5 separate regions of the Mus musculus genome follow, and all the other regions are linked to region 1. The links are chromatin contacts, called in public ChIA-PET, HiChIP or PLAC-seq and Micro-C maps. All regions are on one chromosome and are shown on one strand. The core of a region is the stretch at or near the end of the contact, and the rest is flanking DNA. Distances in the headings are between cores, read along the strand shown.

Region 1 (3,155 bases), core at 221-2,720:
TAGAAATTTACATATAAGCTAGGTGTATTGGGAGAAATTATTCATCTCCGGTGACCAAAATATTTGCACCTGTTAGCGACAGTAGTCTTTTATCTTTTATTTTCAGCAGAGAGAAATTTATATGCCAGGGGTATTTAAATGTCAGGAGTGGGCGTGCTGGCAATGGTTTGGCCAGGGTTAGAAGCAAGCCTCAGTAGCCCATTTGCAGAAAGCCTCAGGGAAGAAGAAAGATTTATGAGGTGAGAGCCTGCCTGGGCTGCCTCCTCTCCGGGAAAGGCGTCCCTGCAGTATTTTCTGTCTTTCAAATTGCAGCTGAAAGCAGATATTTTCCCCCTTGCCTATTATACCTCTTAATTTGTCTCTCCCTATGCTGTTGTCTCTATAAAGAGTTTTGCATGAGAGACCCACACAGCAGTGTTATTTTGGCCCCCGGTGTGAGGTTTAACAGCAAGGGAAGGACTAAAGTCCACGGATGCATGTGTCTTGGGGCAGGGGCACACGGTGTCTGATAACACATGCCGGTGTATGTGTGGGCTTGTGGAGGTGGCTTGGGTATGCCTGTGCACGTCAATGTTTTGCTTATATAGACCTGTCTAGATACACTTTGGCATAATTGCTAGGGTGTCCGTGCTGAAATTAAGTGTATATTTGCATGTAAGCACACACCCACAAGGTAGCCTCTGTATGCATAAAAATGCAAATGTTCACATACATGCATATCCTATGTATGACCCGTGCATATGTCCAGGTCCCCGCCTCTCTCTCTGTCTGTCCCTCTCTCTTCTTGCTTCTCATGTTAGCATCCCTCGCCAACCCCACCCAAGGGCCTTGGCCACATTTTTGGTGGCGGTTTGCGAGGAACCCTGGAAATACTGATTCAGCCAGACATAACCACAGCCACAGCTCTCGGGTTTGGTCCAGCCATCCCCATCCCCCCCAGAGCGAAGCAGCTGTACTACCGCGGCTGGTCTGAGCTCTGGGCATCCCTGGCTACCAGCAACCTGGCAATCCCCGGCTGGTGCTGAGAAGTGACAGGGTCGCCCAACGATGGGCAGCGCCTTACAGAACAACCTGGTCTCCTGGCCCTTCCGGGGGGAGACCGAAACACAGAGCGGCGCTAGGCGGAGGTGGGCGGTGGAGGGGGCGTCTCGGTCTTTCGGAGTCCAGCGAACGCTGGGCAGAAACCAATGGGTGATTGTGGCCCATCGGGGATCCCTCGGAAGCAGCCAATGACCTCTCTCCGCTCTGCACCCCGCCCTCTCCACAGCGCGCAGCTGGACCATTGGAGCTAGCAGGATGGGGGAGCGCAGCGCCAGCATTTGGAGCGGGGGGCGTGGCCCAGACTGTGACCCGCCCATCTTTCCCGGCTAGGTTCCCCATTGGCCGAACTGCGGTGCCGCGGCGGGCGGAGAGGAGGGGCGCGAGGCGCGCTGTAGGCGTGGCCTGAGGGCGTGGCTGGCGGGGGGCGGGGCAGCGGCGCTGTCGCAGTGAGAGCCGGAGCAGCGGCGGCCCGTCTGGAGCTGCGGCGGGTGAGCCTGCGCGGCTAGCGGAGCCGCGGGGCCGGGAACAGGTGATCGCAGCAGGAGACCCGCGCCCTCCCGAGTTGCGGCGCCGGAGCCAAGGCTTCCTGGCTCAGCGGCAGGCCCAGGGCTGACAGAGGCCAGCTGCAGGCTTCGCACGCGCTTCCCGGGTATCCCTCTCCCCGCGCGAGCATCTGAAGCCCCTGGGTCCCGCGCAGCCTCGGGAGCGGCAACCGCGCGCGGCGGAGCAAAGTTGTGGACGTGTCCCGACCGCCGGGCCCTGCGCCGTCACCACCGGCTGGGCTCGCGCTCTAGGAGCTGCGCTCGCCCTGCAAGCCCCGGGGGTTCCCTTTGCAAACTGCTCCAGAGGCTGAAACTTCGGGTGCCGGCGGGTCGGGGCCTGCGTCCTGCGCACCCTCCGCGAGGGCGTCGCGGACGGCATGTGACCACTCCGGCGCGGGAAGGCGCGGGAGGGCGCGGGCTCCGTGGATCAGGCGGAGGGCAGGCTGCGGCGCACGGCGGGCCCGGGCTCCAGCCGAGCAGCCCCCCTCGCCCGGGCCCCGCCGAGGCCGCCGCGCCCCCGCCCCCGCGCGGGAGGACTCGCTCCAAACTCCCTGAACTTCGGGCGGGTCCCGAAGCGGCGGCCTCGAGGTGCGCAGCCTTGCTCGGGGACCCCAGCCACTTCACTCTTGCTCCCCACCCTTGAGGACTCTGAGGACTCCCGGGGCCCCGGGCGGAGCTGACAGCCCCCTCCTGCTGGCCGCGCCGCGATGCTGGTGAGGAAAGTGCCGGGTTTCGTCCCGGCCTCGCCGTGGGGGCTGCGGCTGCCGCAGAAGTTCCTTTTCCTGCTCTTCCTCTCGGGCCTCGTCACCCTGTGCTTTGGCGCCCTGTTCCTTCTGCCCCATTCCTCTCGCCTCAAGCGCCTCTTCTCGGCCTCGCGGACCCAACAGCCCGGCCTGGAGGTGATGGCCGAAATCGCCGGTCACCACTCGGTGTCAGAGCAGGAGCCGCCTCCCAACCCTGCCCCTGCGGCTCCGGCCCCGGGTGAGGACGATCCCAGCCGCCTGGTCGGTGTTCTCCGTAGGAAAGGGTGGCTGCGGCGAACCCGCCCCACCGGGCCCCGGGAGGAAGGCAACAGGGTTGCAGCCCTCAGGCCGCAGGAAGAGAGCGTCCGGTTCACTTTCGACTACAATGGTTTCCGCAGCCGCCTTCGACACCCGGTCTTGGGGACAAGGACTGATGAGAGTAAGGAGTCCCAGAGTCTGGTGCGAGCTCAGCGAGAGAAAATCAAAGAGGTAAGCACCCCCCCCCCCAACACACACCTCCCGCCAAGACTTCTAGCTGCAAGCGATTCCCCACCTTCTTGGCCTCTCCTGGCTCCTGGTCTGCCCAAGACCCTTCAGGCAGGCCGCAGCACCGCCCCTCAATCCGAAGTTACTCTCTTTGCTTGGTGCCTACTTTAGGATAACTAGGTTAGTTCATGGCTCCTACCAACCTCCAGGTGGATTCCCCCCCCCCCCACCACCCCCGTCCCCTTTAAGTTCCTAGCCCTGGTGGGCTCCAGGCTTTCCCTGATGGGTTGCTAGTAGGAGTGGATTTTAGGTCCTTAGTTTTCGTTTGTACAGGAGGGAGCCA
Region 2 (3,155 bases), core at 367-2,866, 220 kb before region 1:
ATGTTTTTCTCTTTATATGTAAAGCAATTCTAAAAAAAATCCCTTTATAGTGAGGAAAAAAACCCAACTTTCCTTAATTACCTCAACAAGTTAGTTTTGTTCTGACAAACAGCCCTATTTTGCCTTTTCTTTAAATGTTTATTTCTGTAAACTGAAGTGTTTGATAAACTTTATAGCACAGTTATCTAGACTACTAATCTTGATACAGAGTCTGCACACAAGCTCAAACTTACCTACTTTGTAACATCAAATTGCCATGTTACTTAACAGAAAGGCCAGTCAAAACCCATTTTTGAGTAAATCATGAAAAAAAAAAATGTGTTTTGACTTCACCCAGCTAGTAGGAAAGAGTGAGCCTCCTCTCTCTTGACCACCACAGCCATAAATGGACTTTAGTTCAGGTTACTGCACCGGTCACATCCGGCATGGACTTTACTCACAAGGTGAAAGGAAATACGTGAGAAACTATATTCTACCTAACTACTAACTAAACAAAAAACTCTCTCTCACTTCAAGAAATCTCAAAAGACTTCCAGCACCAAAACAAACGCAGGCCTAGATGTTAAGATGTCCTGGGCCTAATCTTACGAAATCCCAGCTAAACTGCTCAACCACATGACTCCCTGGCTGACTCACAGCGCGCTGAGGAAGTTAAACGCGGGGAGGAGCTGGGGAGGTGGCTCGGTGATAAGCGTCCAGAACTCAATCCCCAACACCACCCCCACCAAGGGCACAAACCTCAACCTGATAAAACGCACCTTTCTCACTCAGGCGAAATGGGGTTCTACTCCTGCTGCGCGACCTGGTTCTGGATCTTTCCCTCCACCTGGGGCGATCCTCGGGGTACACCGTCCGGCCGAAGCCGTAGTAGCGCCGCCCTCTAGTGATCGCGTAGTACGACCACCGGTGCTGCGACCTCCCGCGGGAGCGCGACCTGCTCCGGGAGCGGTAGGGCGACGGCGACTTGTAGTACCTCCGCGGCCGCTCGTAACGGCTGTCGCGGTGATAGCGGTGGCTGCGGGAGCGCGACCGGCTGCGTGAGTACGAGCGTGAGTAGCGCCTGTACTTGCGCTGGTGGCGCCTGCGGGACCGGGATCGGGACCGTCTGCTCCTCCGCGGCCGGCTGTGGCTGCGCGAGGACGAGCGGCTAGAGCTGCGGGAGTCGCGTCGGGAGCTGCGGGACGAAGAGCGGCTGCGGGAGCGCGACGACAGGCGGCTGGAGCGGCCCGAGCCCGAGGTGGACGGCGAGGCTTTCTCCTGCGGAGAGCCGGGCCACATGTCGTTCACGTATTTAGACATGGCGGCCGAGGACATGGCTCCCTTCTGAAAACGGAGATCGGTCCGCAAACGCAACGGCGTCTAGGAACTACAGAGAAAGTCAAGAGTCTATCATCCAGGTGGGGCGCGCAGTGCCCAGTGCGCGTGCGCGACACCCCAGGGCGAACCGGTCCCTGACCAAGCGGCCCCACTCACCTTAAACGGATGAAGAGCTCGCGAGGGCGAGAGAGGCCAAGCGGGCACCTTTCTCTGCGACCAGGAACCGAAGCGGGCGAGGTTCCCGATTCCAGCGACCGGAGAGCACAGGAACCTCCACTGCCAAAGTCCAGACTGGGACTGAGCTTAGTGGCGACGTCAGCATCGAAAATACTGGAAGCTGGCGCCGAGCATGCGCACAGACATCCGTGCGAAAGGGCGGGTCCCACTCTCGTCCAATCGCCAAGCGATGTTGGCTGCGCCTTGGAGACACGCATGCGCGTCAGTTGTCACTCCACCAACGGCCGCGCCTCCTCCCCATCCCCCACTCCCGCCCGCCTTCTACATCCGGGTATTTTGAGGATTTGTTTACTTCAGGGTTTTTTGTTTGTTTGTTTGTGGGGTCCTTGGCTGCTTTTGGATCTTGAGTTTTTTTTTGAGACAGGAGCTAGCTGTGTACCCCTGTCACGCCTCGAACTCGCGGCAATCCCCATGTCTCTGCTTCTCAGCTAGGGGGTCTGCGCCACCACGCCCAACTTTGTTTTTCTTTGTTTGGTTTGGTTTGGTTTAGTTTGGCTTCCTTTCCTGCTTTCGATTTTGAAATTCGGGAAAAGGAGAGGGTAGCAAAGAATTTAGCCGGCTCAAAAGCTGGATCAAGGACACAGAGGACAAGTCGGTTCCCGTGCCTCGGTCGTCCCCGGGTCATGTGTCGTCCCCTCCCTCCCCCAGCCGCTGCCCAGCTTCCCTTCTTGGCTCCTCCTATGGTGGAGATTGGGAGGGGTATCCCTGGACCCCGAAGATATAGTTTTAATTTAGAAAGGCTGCTTTAACGGCCTTGTTTGAGCTAATTAAGGTAATTTGAGGTCGAGACAGGAATTCCAACGACCACAGTTGACCTTTGAGGAGCAACAGTGATCCTTGATTGTGTGTGTGTGTGTGTGTGTGTGTGTGTGTGTGTGTGTGAGAGAGAGAGAGAGAGAGTAATTTGTGTGTACAGGATGCCACCGAAGACAGAGCCATTGTGGGCCACCAAGTATGGGGGTGTTGGGAACCCAGACTTTGTGCTAGGCAATGCAGCAAGTGCTCTTAATAGTAAGCCATTTCCTGAGCCCGATAGGTCTGTTCTAAGACAAGTGTGATTAGGACAGGACATTTAATCTTATTTCCAGGGCAAATTCCAAACACTCAATGTCATGAGGCATATCTGACCTTGAAAACTGTGGGTAAGTGAACAGCACTGAACGAAATAGCTATTTCAATATTGGGAGATGGTGTTCTTAGAAATTAGGCAGGGTTTTACAGAAGCTCTGGATTTTAGAGGGAGATGACAGAAATAAGGACTCTTTGTTCGTGCCTCCTTCCTCCTCCTTCCCCAATATACAGCGAAAGTGAAGAAATAAAAACCTTACTGTGGCCACCAGGATGGCTCAGCAATAAAGAATGCTTGTGGGACTGGTGAGATAGCTCAGTGGTTGAGAGCGCCGACTGTTCTTCCAAAGGTCCCAAGTTCAAGTCCCAGCGACCACATGGTGGCTCACAACCATCCATAATGAAATCTGATGCCCTCTTCTGGAGTGTCTGAGGACAGCTACAATGTACTTACATATAATAAATAAATAAATCTTTAAAAAAAGAAGAAAAAAATGCTTGTGGAGCACTACTGACAACCTGCAGTGGAGTGG
Region 3 (3,155 bases), core at 367-2,866, 210 kb after region 1:
TACTTTCCCATGTTTCTGCATAACTTCCACCCCCATTGCATCTGGTGATCCAGGCCCAGAGGAACGATAATGCCGACATTTGTCTAAAACTAACTCCAGAAGCAAGGCTCCAGGCAACTTCTGGGCACCCAGTGTGGGTAAACGTAGACGGGACAAGCTCTGGCAGGCTTTCGGGTCTCTCAGCAACCAGGTCGCCTCCCCCTTTGCAAACCAATTCTCCAATTCAGCTCAACCAATTTAAAGAAAAGGCTACCTCCGCGTCTTCCAGGACTGAACAAGAAACTATTGGTGTTTCACACTGCATTGTGGGTCTCCATTTGTACTCAGTAACGTGATCAGAATGGAAATGTTAAGGACATTTTCCCCCAAAGTTCAGACACTCCCACGGTTCCAAGGAGTACCCTGAAAGGGAAGATCTTCATCATGGTGTCCCCGGGTACCCAACAAGAACAGTCAGCTTGGGGAATCCACCAAGCCTCCTCTCAGTGCATAGCCTGAGGCAGCCTAAGGGGCTTCAGGGGCTGCTAGGAGGAAATCCCCCAGGTTAAGGCTGAGGGTGGTGGTGGGGCCTTGTCTCTTTTCCTATCTAGGGCAATCTGGCTTTCCTGACGCTAGGGAAGGGATCCAATATTCTGGCCTGGTAGCCCTCCCACCTCTCTAAAGCTTTCCTTGGGGGTTCCCCCACAAGGATCTGCAAAACATACCACACACACACACACACACACACACACACACACACACACACACACACACACACACACTTCCACCCCTGCTCCTTCTTGTCCCATTATAACCTCGCTCCTAGAATGCAGCACATAGCCTGTGAGGTTGGTTGTTCCTGCCCAGGGTGTGATCCTGCTGCACAGGCTGTCTCCCATGCCTAACTTCTGCAGACGACACTGAATTATTCTCCCCATTCCACAAGCCACAAGCTCATAGGCTTTACTCCAGCCCTGGTCCTCCTTCTCCATGGCATGCTACCTCTGGTCCTCCCATAATCCTTCTGCTCTCCCCACTCCCTTACAGTGACCCCCCCACTGCTCCTCCGGGGGTGGGGTGACCTCAAACGTTTCTTCTTCCGGTCCCCTCCTTGAGGCTAATTCCCTTGGTGACCTCTCCTCACCCCTACCGGGAGGTGCTCCCCTACATAACTGTCCGGCTGTCAGGGTCCTGCTGTCTTCGGCCTCGCCCCATCTTCTGCCACCTGCCCACTTCCGCCACTGGGCACCGCACGCATGCAGCTAGGAGCACACCCCCAACCCGCGTGCCGGGGGAGCACTTCTCTACTCCCAGCCCAGCCCAGCCCGGCCCGGCCCCGGGATCTCCAGGAGCAGTCTCACCTGTGGTCAGAGCAGAGCTAGGAGCTGTCTGCTGCGTCCCCCGCGCTGGAGTCGCAGATAAAGGGGTAGCGGCCACGCCCCAAGCCCGGAGGGCGGCGCTGGGCACCGGGAGCTCAGCCGCCTCCGCCAGTCTGCAGCTTCTCGCCTGGCGTTATGCAAGCTCAGACTGCAGGAGGGGTCACTCCACGACGCATCCCGGGACTTCCTGCGGCCACAGTACAGTCTGAAAATAGAAGGCCCAGAGAACCTAGGCTCAGATAAGAGGCTGCAGACTCCTGCAGAGTTTACCCACTTCCCCAAAGCGCAAGCTTCGCTCTGTGATAGTTGCAAGAGAGTCGGATGAGTGTCCCAAGAGCTCTGAGGCAAGCTTGAGCTCAGCACATACCGCTCATGCCTCACAGGGCTACTGTAGTCCAGATGTCGCTCTCCCTGGGGAGCTGCGTCCCAAACTGGGCTCTCTGGCTTATCAAAGTCTCATCCCGTGATCTCTGACATTTTCCCTGTCCTGATTTGTCTAGATCTCTGTCAGAACAACCACTCCTGGTTGTCACATCTTCCAGGTATGGGACCAGCAGAGAAGGTGAACAGCCCAGTGGGTTTTTATAGGCAGGGTATGCCTCCAATAAATACTTTCTTACAGTGCCTCATGTGCCTGCCCCTTCTGTGGTGTTCATACCTAACAAAAATGGAGTACCAGACCGGGTCTTGAGTAAAGAGGCCTGATTGGTAGAGGCTAGGGCCCTGTCCTTTACTGAGCTTTTGAGTCTAGAGCCCTGACACATTAACAGGATTGAAGCCTGTTGCTACCCCAGCTCACCCTGCGACCTTGGACAAACCTTGCTCTTTTGGGCCTCAGTGTTATAGAGATGGCAGTACCACTTGACAAGGTGTTTAGGTCAAACGGTGGACATGAAGGTCTTTGGAAACTGCAAAATTTCCCTCTGTACTGTGATGAGCATATTATCTTAAGAGAATTGTATGTGAGAGACTGGCCTCTCATTCAACAAATTCAGACAAACGCCCACATTTCCTGAATCCATGGGGCAAGCCGACAGGCCTGCCATCCCGTGCCTACTACTCTGGAGACTGAGGCAGGAGGATTATTTGAAGCCAGGAGTTCAAGGGCAGCCTGGGCAACATATGGTGACTGTGTCCTGATAGGATGAATAAAAATGAGAGACTTTGCAGACAGTGGTGGCAGCGGTGGCACACGCCTTTGATCCCAGCACTCAGGAGCCAGAGGCAGAGGCAAGGGATCTCTGGGTTCTGGGCCAGCCTACTCTATGGAGCTAGTTCCAGGAAAGCCAGCGCTAAACAAAGACATCCCATCTTAAACAAAACAAAACAAAACAAAACAAAACAAACAGTAAGGACTTAGAAGAAGCCTCGGACTCAGCTTCTATTTTTGGCAGGAAGGTCAAGCTCTCACTGCTTTGATTCTTTGTTTCCGGTTGGTTTGGCTTTTGTCAGAGGTGGTATGTTTTTTGTTCATTTGTATGTTTTTAAAGGCAGAGTCTCACCCAGCTCCTGCTTGGAGCTCACAAGTGAAGCAGAGGCTGAGGTCTCCGGCATACACCACCACATCCTGTCCCCTCTTGGTTTGTTTTCAAATCCACGGTTTATATGTAATGTTCTTGGCCTGTGGCAAGCGGTGAGCCAAGCAGTTGCCATGACGACCTCTCTTGATCTAAACCATCCCCTGAAACAGGTTCTGTGTCTACCACTCTACACAGTGGGGAAGCGAGCTCTGAGCAGCCATGGGGCCTTCTCTATGACCTTCTTCAAACCTCGAAAGTTCCTTTGAGGTGAATGTGG
Region 4 (3,155 bases), core at 249-2,748, 170 kb before region 1:
TCTTTTCATCAGTATGAATTCCTGCCAACAGTTTACAATTGTCTCTAGCTGCATACTCATTTCCCACCATAAAAAAAAAAAAAAAAAAAAAACTCAAGCCGGGTGCTGGAGAGATGGCTGAGTAGTTAAGAGCACTGACTGCTCTTCTAGTCCTGAGTTCAATTCCCGGCAACCACATGGTGGCTCACAACCATCTGTAATGGATCTGATGCCCTCTTCTGTTGTGTCTGAGGACAGCGACAGTATACTTACGTACATAAAATAAGTAAATCTTGAAAAAAAATTGATCCTCCTGCCTCTGGCCCTTTAGCCACCTGTCTCTGCCACCACAACAGGTGAAATATTTTAAAATAATAGATGGGCATGAGTTTTTTGTTTTGTTTTGTTTTGTTTTGTTTTGTTTTTTAGATTTCTCCAGCCCAGGATCAGAAATTTAAAGCCATTCTAAAACATACTTGGGGTCAGGGGGAGGGAGGTGGCTCAGTGGTTAAGAGCATTTCCTACCCTTGCAGCAGACTCAGGTTTAGTTGCCAGCACCTATGTGATGGTGGCCCACAACCCCTGTGACGTCATTTCTAGGGGATCTGATGCTCTCCTCTTGCCTCAGCAGGCTCTAAGCATGCATATGGTGCAGACACACATGTAGGCAAAACACATGAAGAAAAAAGAAAAAGAACCATTAAAAAACCATTAAAAAAAAAAATCGCCGGGCAGTGGTGGTGCACGCCTTTAATCCCAGCACTTGGGAGGCAGAGGCAGGTGGATTTCTGAGTTCGAGGCCAGCCTGGTCTACAAAGTGAGTTCCAGGACAACCAGGGCTACACAGAGAAACCCTGTCTCAAAACAAACAAACAAACAAACAAACAAACAAACAAAACAAAAAACAAACAAACCCCACAAAAAACAAAACAAAAAAAAAACAAAAAAAAACCAAAAATCCCCACATTGTCACCCAAACCAACTCCAACTCACTGTGGGGCCTTGGCACAGTGGGAAGAGGGAGGGGGGGACAGTTTGAGGACAGAAAGCCATCAGATGTTGTTCATCTGTCCCTAGGCTTATATTTACATACATCCACACAAGCCTCCACAGTGGGCTGTCTCAGAATTCCAAAGTCTCAGGGTGACAGTGTATGTTCATCTTCACTTTTGACCTCATGCACGGTGTGAAAATGCCACCCAGGACAGTGGCAAAGCTCTCAAAGAGGCCCTCCCTGCTGGCTACCCCAAGGAAGGTTCTTCCTAAAGAATGTTCTCTGCCCCAGATGTCTGGACCCCAGTGCAGTGGATCAGGCCTTTCTGTCTCCAGGGAGGGAGGGAGGAAGGCCAAGGCATCACTCTCACTAGTCTGATGGTCCCCAGCAACTGCTCTGAACACTCTCATCTTTTCCTCAGTCCACTTCCTGCTCAGAGCCAGTCTCCAATCAGGCTCAGTGCCCGCAAGGGCTGCCAAGACCCTCAGGGGTCTAAGGTGTCAGGTCCCAGGGAAACCATGGACAAGTACTAACCCAGGTGCCTATTAGCATACCAAAGTGCACACCTCCAGGCTTGAGAGGCACCGAGTCATCCCAGGTCTCCTCATCCCTCCTCCTTATCCAGCCCAGTGGGCTTCCCTTCCCTTCCCCCACCTTCTCTTTCCTATATAACCCTGACATTGTGTTCTCTTGGCTCTCTCTCTCTCTCTCTCTCTAGCTCTCTCTCTCTCTCTCCCTCTCCATCTCTCTTGCTGTACTCTTCCTCAGATCTACAATAAAAAAAACCTCTCCTAGTGCTGTCCCAAGCACTTAAGAGGCAGAGGCAAGAAGCAGATCTCTGAATTCAAGGCCACACAGGTCTACAGAGTGAATTCCAGGACAATCAGGGCTACACAGAGAAACCCTGTCTCTAAAACCCAAATACCCCACCCCCATAACAACAACAACAACAACAACACAAAACTCCCTAGCTTGCTTTCTTCCTCCTTTTCCTTCACAGACCAGAGATAAGCTGACTCACCTGGTTTTGAACCAAGGCCGGAAACCCGCTCGAGGTGTTTGTTTTACATATCAAAATGAACCTGGCCTGCAGGTTCTCCAAACATCCCTCCATCCGGACTTGGCATACCCTGCCCCCCACCCTGAACTTTACAGGCTAGAGGCTGGGCTGCCCTTCCCCACAGAGGCTCTTCTTCTTCTTCTTCTTCTTCTTCTTCTTCTTCTTCTTCTTCTTCTTCTTCTTCTTCTTCTTCTTCTTCTTCTCCTTCTCCTTCTCCTTCTCCTTCTCCTTCTCCTTCTCCTTCTCCTTCTCCTTCTCCTTCTCCTTCTCCTTCTCCTCCTCCTCCTCCTCCTCCTCCTCCTCCTCCTCCTCCTCCTCCTCCTCCTCCTCCTCCTCCTCCTCCTTCTCCTTCTCCTTCTTCTTCTTTTCCTTCTTCTTCTTCTTCCTCTTTTTCTCTCTCTTTCTCCCCACCCCCACCCCATTCTCTCTCCCCATGGTGACTTCTCTGGCCTCTGTCCTTGGGGCCAGTGACCTCATCCAAGAGCTGCTTCCCAATAAGCCTGTTGTCAATATATTCTAATCTGGCTTGAATTGGTTCATCTCACCAGCCTAGAAATAACCTATCAGTTATTACTACGATAAACCACCATTAAACTGTGTGCTGGACACTCCAGCCTTCTGTGTACAGGCAGTGAGCCCCTGAGGACTCAGCCGCATGACAATCTGCTCAATTGGGATTTTGGCAATTTCTTTCCCAAATCCTAGCCAAAAGGATGCCAACAAATGGGATTTCAAATGGGTGAGACATATTTTCCCACCTTCTGTGTGCAGTGAGTCTCTGAGGGGATTTGGGCCAGTGGAAGGAAAGTGTTTCTGACCAGGAACTGGCTTGTGGAGAGAGCTATTTACTAATCAGTCACCAGAAGAAGAAGTCACCTGGCCTCAGTCTTAGCTCTGCACACATGGTGGACACTCTCATCACTGGAAAGTGCCTTTGGTGTCAGAGGTCATTGAAAGTCACTTCCCCTGGAGGACACACACAGGGTCAGTGGGTGATGACACCCCTGTTATGCAGGAGGTGGCCAAGGATCAAGGATGGCCCTACCATCTGGTGCCTTAAGGACTGGCATTCAGTAGTCCCTACCTTCTCTCCCCTGATGTGGGAGGAAGGTTGCAGTGTGG
Region 5 (3,155 bases), core at 389-2,888, 150 kb before region 1:
GATGGGAACTTAAGAGCTTTGGAGTGATGTTGACTAAGATGGGTGACCACTGGCCAGGAGAGGTGCCTGTGGTCCCAGGGCAAATCAAGATGGCATCGAGTTACTGGACATATAAAAAAGTAAAAGTGTGCTAGATGACTGGGGACTCTAGTTACTGAGGGGGTGAGGTGGCAATGCCACTTGCTAGGGCATTCTGCAACCTCTTAAAGAAATCTTTATAAAAGGTTGTAACAACACGTAAAACGAAGACTCTGATATGAAACCAAATGTCTACTATGTGCTCGATTCTATTTTATAGAAATAATAACAACTAAGCAAGAAAATTGTGTAAGACATACACTAAAATGCTTCTGCCAGTAGTCAGGAGCCACCAGTGATTTGCTTCCTATGGCTACTTTCCCACACTTCCCCGGTTTTGCTATTTATTTATTTATTTATTTATTTATTATTTGTTTGTTTATATAAATTGTTGGTACATGTTACAGCCTTGGCGGTCTTCACTTCGTAGACCAAGCTGGCCTCGAGCTCAGCGATCCACATGCCTCTGCAGTGCTGGGATCAAAGTGGTGCGCCACCAACAACGCCCGGTAGTCTTTGCCGCTTAAAAACCAAAACCAAACTTATTTAGGAACTGTGTTTGTGTGGGCGTGCGTGTGGGAGGTCAGGCGGCAACTTGTAGGAGTTCCTTCTATCCGCCCACCACGTGGATTCCCGGGTTCGAACTCGGTCCTCAGACTTGGCAGCAAACGCGTTTCCCCGCTGAGCATCTCACTTGTCTTTTTGCCGTTCCGCCCTCACCGGTAAGCTACAGAGCTAGTGGGCGGAAAGAGCAAACGACCGCCTCACGCAGCCTCTGAGGCCGGGGAGGAGCCCGCGGAACCCTCAGCCTGCGCAAACCTGCGGACGTGGAGCCCGGCCACGCCGCCGCACACGCCCCCGGCAGCCCCGCGCGGCGTCGCGCGCACCCGAGGGGCCGCCCCTCTCTGGTGACGCGAACCAGGGGCGGACCCGCACAGGCCCCGCCCCACCACCTCCGATTGGTCGGCGCGCTGTCACCACGTCGCGGGAAGCTGGCAGGGTGTGTGTGAGTGTGTGTGTATGTGTGTGTGGTTTGCTTTGTCATTCGTGGCCCGGCTGACGCGGCCGGTATGGCTGCGTGCTCGGCTGCCCGCAGAAGGGGCCGCGGCGGCGCTCCCGGGACGCCCTCTTACATAAGGACGCGGCTGACTGAAGCACATGTCAGCGCAAGGTCCCCACACGCAGCGCACCACGCCGTTCGGTTCTCACACGCCAGGCGGGAGCCCGCGGCGCCGCGCCACACGGTGTACGCCGACGTGGGCCTCCCCACGGCGAGACGCAGCCCAATAACCGCGAAGCGTACCTTCGCAACAAGGCATAATATAGGATGTTATATTTATAGGGCCTATTTATAAGCCTCTATTTAACTCTTTTCTGATAGGCCCGGCCACGCGTCTAGGCCTTATCCTGATTGGTGTGTCCTTCTGTCCTTCAAAAAGGCGGGCTTAAGGGTCCGTGTTGCCTCAGCGGGCACCGGGATTGGCCGTGCGCGGCGCGGCGGCGCCTTCGATTGGCTATGCGGGCCGTCCGTCGCGGCAAAGGAGGCGGGGCGGGCGGCTGGCTGGTGCGGGGCGGGCGGGCCCCGGAATTGTCATTTCTTTGTTTCCGAAGGCGGAGGAGGCTCGGCGCCCCCCTCCTGGCCCCCTCCCCCCCGGTGCTGGCTCCATGTCTGTGTGACCGGCCGCAGGGGTAGGATTCAGGCCCGACGCGGGGCGGGCGGGCGACGGCGGCTGAGGTGAGAGGCGGCGGCGGCGGCGCGGCTCGGGCACCGGCCCCCCAGCGGGAGGATGAAGCGGCGGAACGCCGACTGCAGTAAGCTCCGCCGCCCCCTGAAGCGGAACCGGATCACCGAGGGTATCTACGGCAGGTGAGCGGCGGTGCCGGGCGTGGGCCAGCGGGTCCCGGGCGCCGCTCGGAAGGGGCCCGGCCCCGTTATGTAACCCCCCGACTAGGCCGCATGCCCGCGCCGGGGGCTCTCCTGAGGCGCGCCGCCCGCGGAGCGCCGGGCCAGCCAGCCAGCCGAGGGTCCGCCCCGGGCCACGGGGTGTGGCGAGGGCCAGGCGGAGGGCGCGGCGGGCGCGGGCGGGAGCCACGGGGCCGCCGTTGGCGGTGGTGTGTCGGGGGGAGGGGCGGCACCCCCGCGGCCCGGAGCCCAGAAGCCCGGGGGTCCCCAGCAGGCTGTGCGCTCGGTCCCCTACCGAGCCCGGGTCACGCTGGGCTCGGGGGTTGGCTGCCCGAGGCTCGTGGACGCGTGCGGCCGGGCGAGCGAGCCGCCAAAGTTAGGAGCTGCCAGGGGCGCGGGACCCTCGGGCTCGGGGCGGGGCCACGCCGGCTACTCTTCTGCGCTCTGCTGCCTCACGGGGTCCCCACCTTGGCTCGGAGCGCCCAAGGCTGATACCCCCAGATCGTGCCGGTGACACCGCTCCAGACCGCGGCTTTTCTCAGTTCCTCAGCAAACATTCTGACAATTGCAAGCAGATATTTTGCAGGGATTCTCGCCCAACTCAGGTTTGGGGATTTTTTTTTTTTTTTTAAATCCTCTGTTCATGAAGGAAAGTGGTGTCCCTTTAAATAGAAATTGAATCCACTTCTCCTGGACAGAAGGACAACAGGTTCATGGGGCATTTCGGTGACTGTCACAGCTTCCCCAAGCCCAATTTGTGTGCGGAGGTTATTTTCTGGAAATGCCTATTTCCGAGGCGAAGTAATTAGTTTACGACAGAGAGTGCTCAGCATGCGGTTGAAGGCTTTACTTGAGTCCTCTTGGCGCCTTACGGTTTAGGTCTTGCTGTGAATCTTGGAGAAAAATACAGGCGGTAGCTGATGACATCCAAGTTGTAGCATAGCTGTACACCTTACACATGCGGTTGTTTACACGTGTGAAGTGGCTGCCCTCCACAGGCAGGTGACTTACCTAACCATGAAGGGGGATTCTTCAAGTTTAAAAGGAGTAAGAAGTCAAAATCCTAGGCTAGATGATACGTAAGGAGCCACGGATCGCATCCATTCATTCAACAAACGTGAATACTATTTGCTCAACAGTGTTGGAGTCAGTCAGGACACAGCTGTTAGCAAAA

The links. A called contact is a pair of places that touch in the nucleus more often than the background predicts. ChIA-PET counts read pairs in DNA pulled down with a chosen protein or histone mark. HiChIP or PLAC-seq counts read pairs in DNA pulled down with a chosen protein or histone mark.
Region 2: an HNF4G HiChIP or PLAC-seq map of pancreatic cancer cells shows a contact between it and region 1. The contact joins the promoter of Rsrp1 here to the promoter of Man1c1 in region 1. A contact is called at or near these places in 7 of 115 datasets of contacts at active chromatin or transcription factors (embryonic stem cells, epiblast stem cells, memory CD8 T cells and 3 more) and 1 of 9 other capture datasets (pancreatic islet).
Region 3: a contact with region 1 is called in an RNA polymerase II ChIA-PET map of memory CD8 T cells, with 406 read pairs. The contact joins the promoter of Paqr7 here to the promoter of Man1c1 in region 1. A contact is called at or near these places in 8 of 39 promoter capture datasets (the 3T3-L1 cell line, embryonic stem cells, hippocampal neurons and 5 more), 3 of 484 Hi-C or Micro-C datasets (bone marrow-derived macrophages, forebrain and primitive type A spermatogonia), 10 of 115 datasets of contacts at active chromatin or transcription factors (bone marrow-derived macrophages, embryonic basal ganglia, embryonic forebrain and 5 more) and 3 of 9 other capture datasets (adipose tissue, liver and pancreatic islet).
Region 4: a contact with region 1 is called in an H3K4me3 HiChIP or PLAC-seq map of embryonic stem cells, with 4 times the contacts expected there. The contact joins the enhancer-like site here to the promoter of Man1c1 in region 1. A contact is called at or near these places in 8 of 484 Hi-C or Micro-C datasets (the N1E-115 cell line, cerebellar granule neurons, differentiating embryonic stem cells and 4 more), 1 of 115 datasets of contacts at active chromatin or transcription factors (embryonic stem cells) and 3 of 9 other capture datasets (adipose tissue, liver and pancreatic islet).
Region 5: a Micro-C map of embryonic stem cells shows a contact between it and region 1, with 5 times the contacts expected there. The contact joins the promoter of Maco1 here to the promoter of Man1c1 in region 1. A contact is called at or near these places in 8 of 39 promoter capture datasets (the 3T3-L1 cell line, cranial neural crest, embryonic stem cells and 4 more), 5 of 484 Hi-C or Micro-C datasets (LSK cells, embryonic stem cells, granulocyte-monocyte progenitors and 1 more), 1 of 115 datasets of contacts at active chromatin or transcription factors (embryonic stem cells) and 3 of 9 other capture datasets (adipose tissue, liver and pancreatic islet).

The regions. Positions count from the first base shown.
Region 1 is chr4:134,702,605-134,705,759 of GRCm38.p6, reverse strand. Man1c1 (mannosidase, alpha, class 1C, member 1) reads left to right here and starts at 1,470. Exons shown (of 12, transcript NM_207237.3): 1 at 1,470-2,815. The coding sequence starts at 2,291.
Region 2 is chr4:134,922,086-134,925,240 of GRCm38.p6, reverse strand. It overlaps Rsrp1 (arginine/serine rich protein 1), which reads right to left and starts at 1,616. Exons shown (of 5, transcript NM_023665.3): 1 at 1,474-1,616; 2 at 759-1,366. The coding sequence starts at 1,314.
Region 3 is chr4:134,495,222-134,498,376 of GRCm38.p6, reverse strand. It overlaps Paqr7 (progestin and adipoQ receptor family member VII), which reads right to left and starts at 1,616. Exons shown (of 2, transcript NM_027995.3): 1 at 1,341-1,616.
Region 4 is chr4:134,870,559-134,873,713 of GRCm38.p6, reverse strand. All of the region lies in intron 1 of Rhd (Rh blood group, D antigen), which reads right to left. Among named protein-coding and RNA genes, the nearest start is that of Rhd, 7.6 kb to the right of the region's middle. Within about 2 kb of position 1,498, at least 19 of the 459 cell types and tissues checked have an H3K27ac peak or open chromatin away from gene starts, as enhancers often do. A contact at or near this core is called in differentiating embryonic stem cells and embryonic stem cells, where this site is marked.
Region 5 is chr4:134,851,828-134,854,982 of GRCm38.p6, reverse strand. Maco1 (macoilin 1) reads left to right here and starts at 1,638. Exons shown (of 11, transcript NM_025382.6): 1 at 1,638-1,945. The coding sequence starts at 1,866.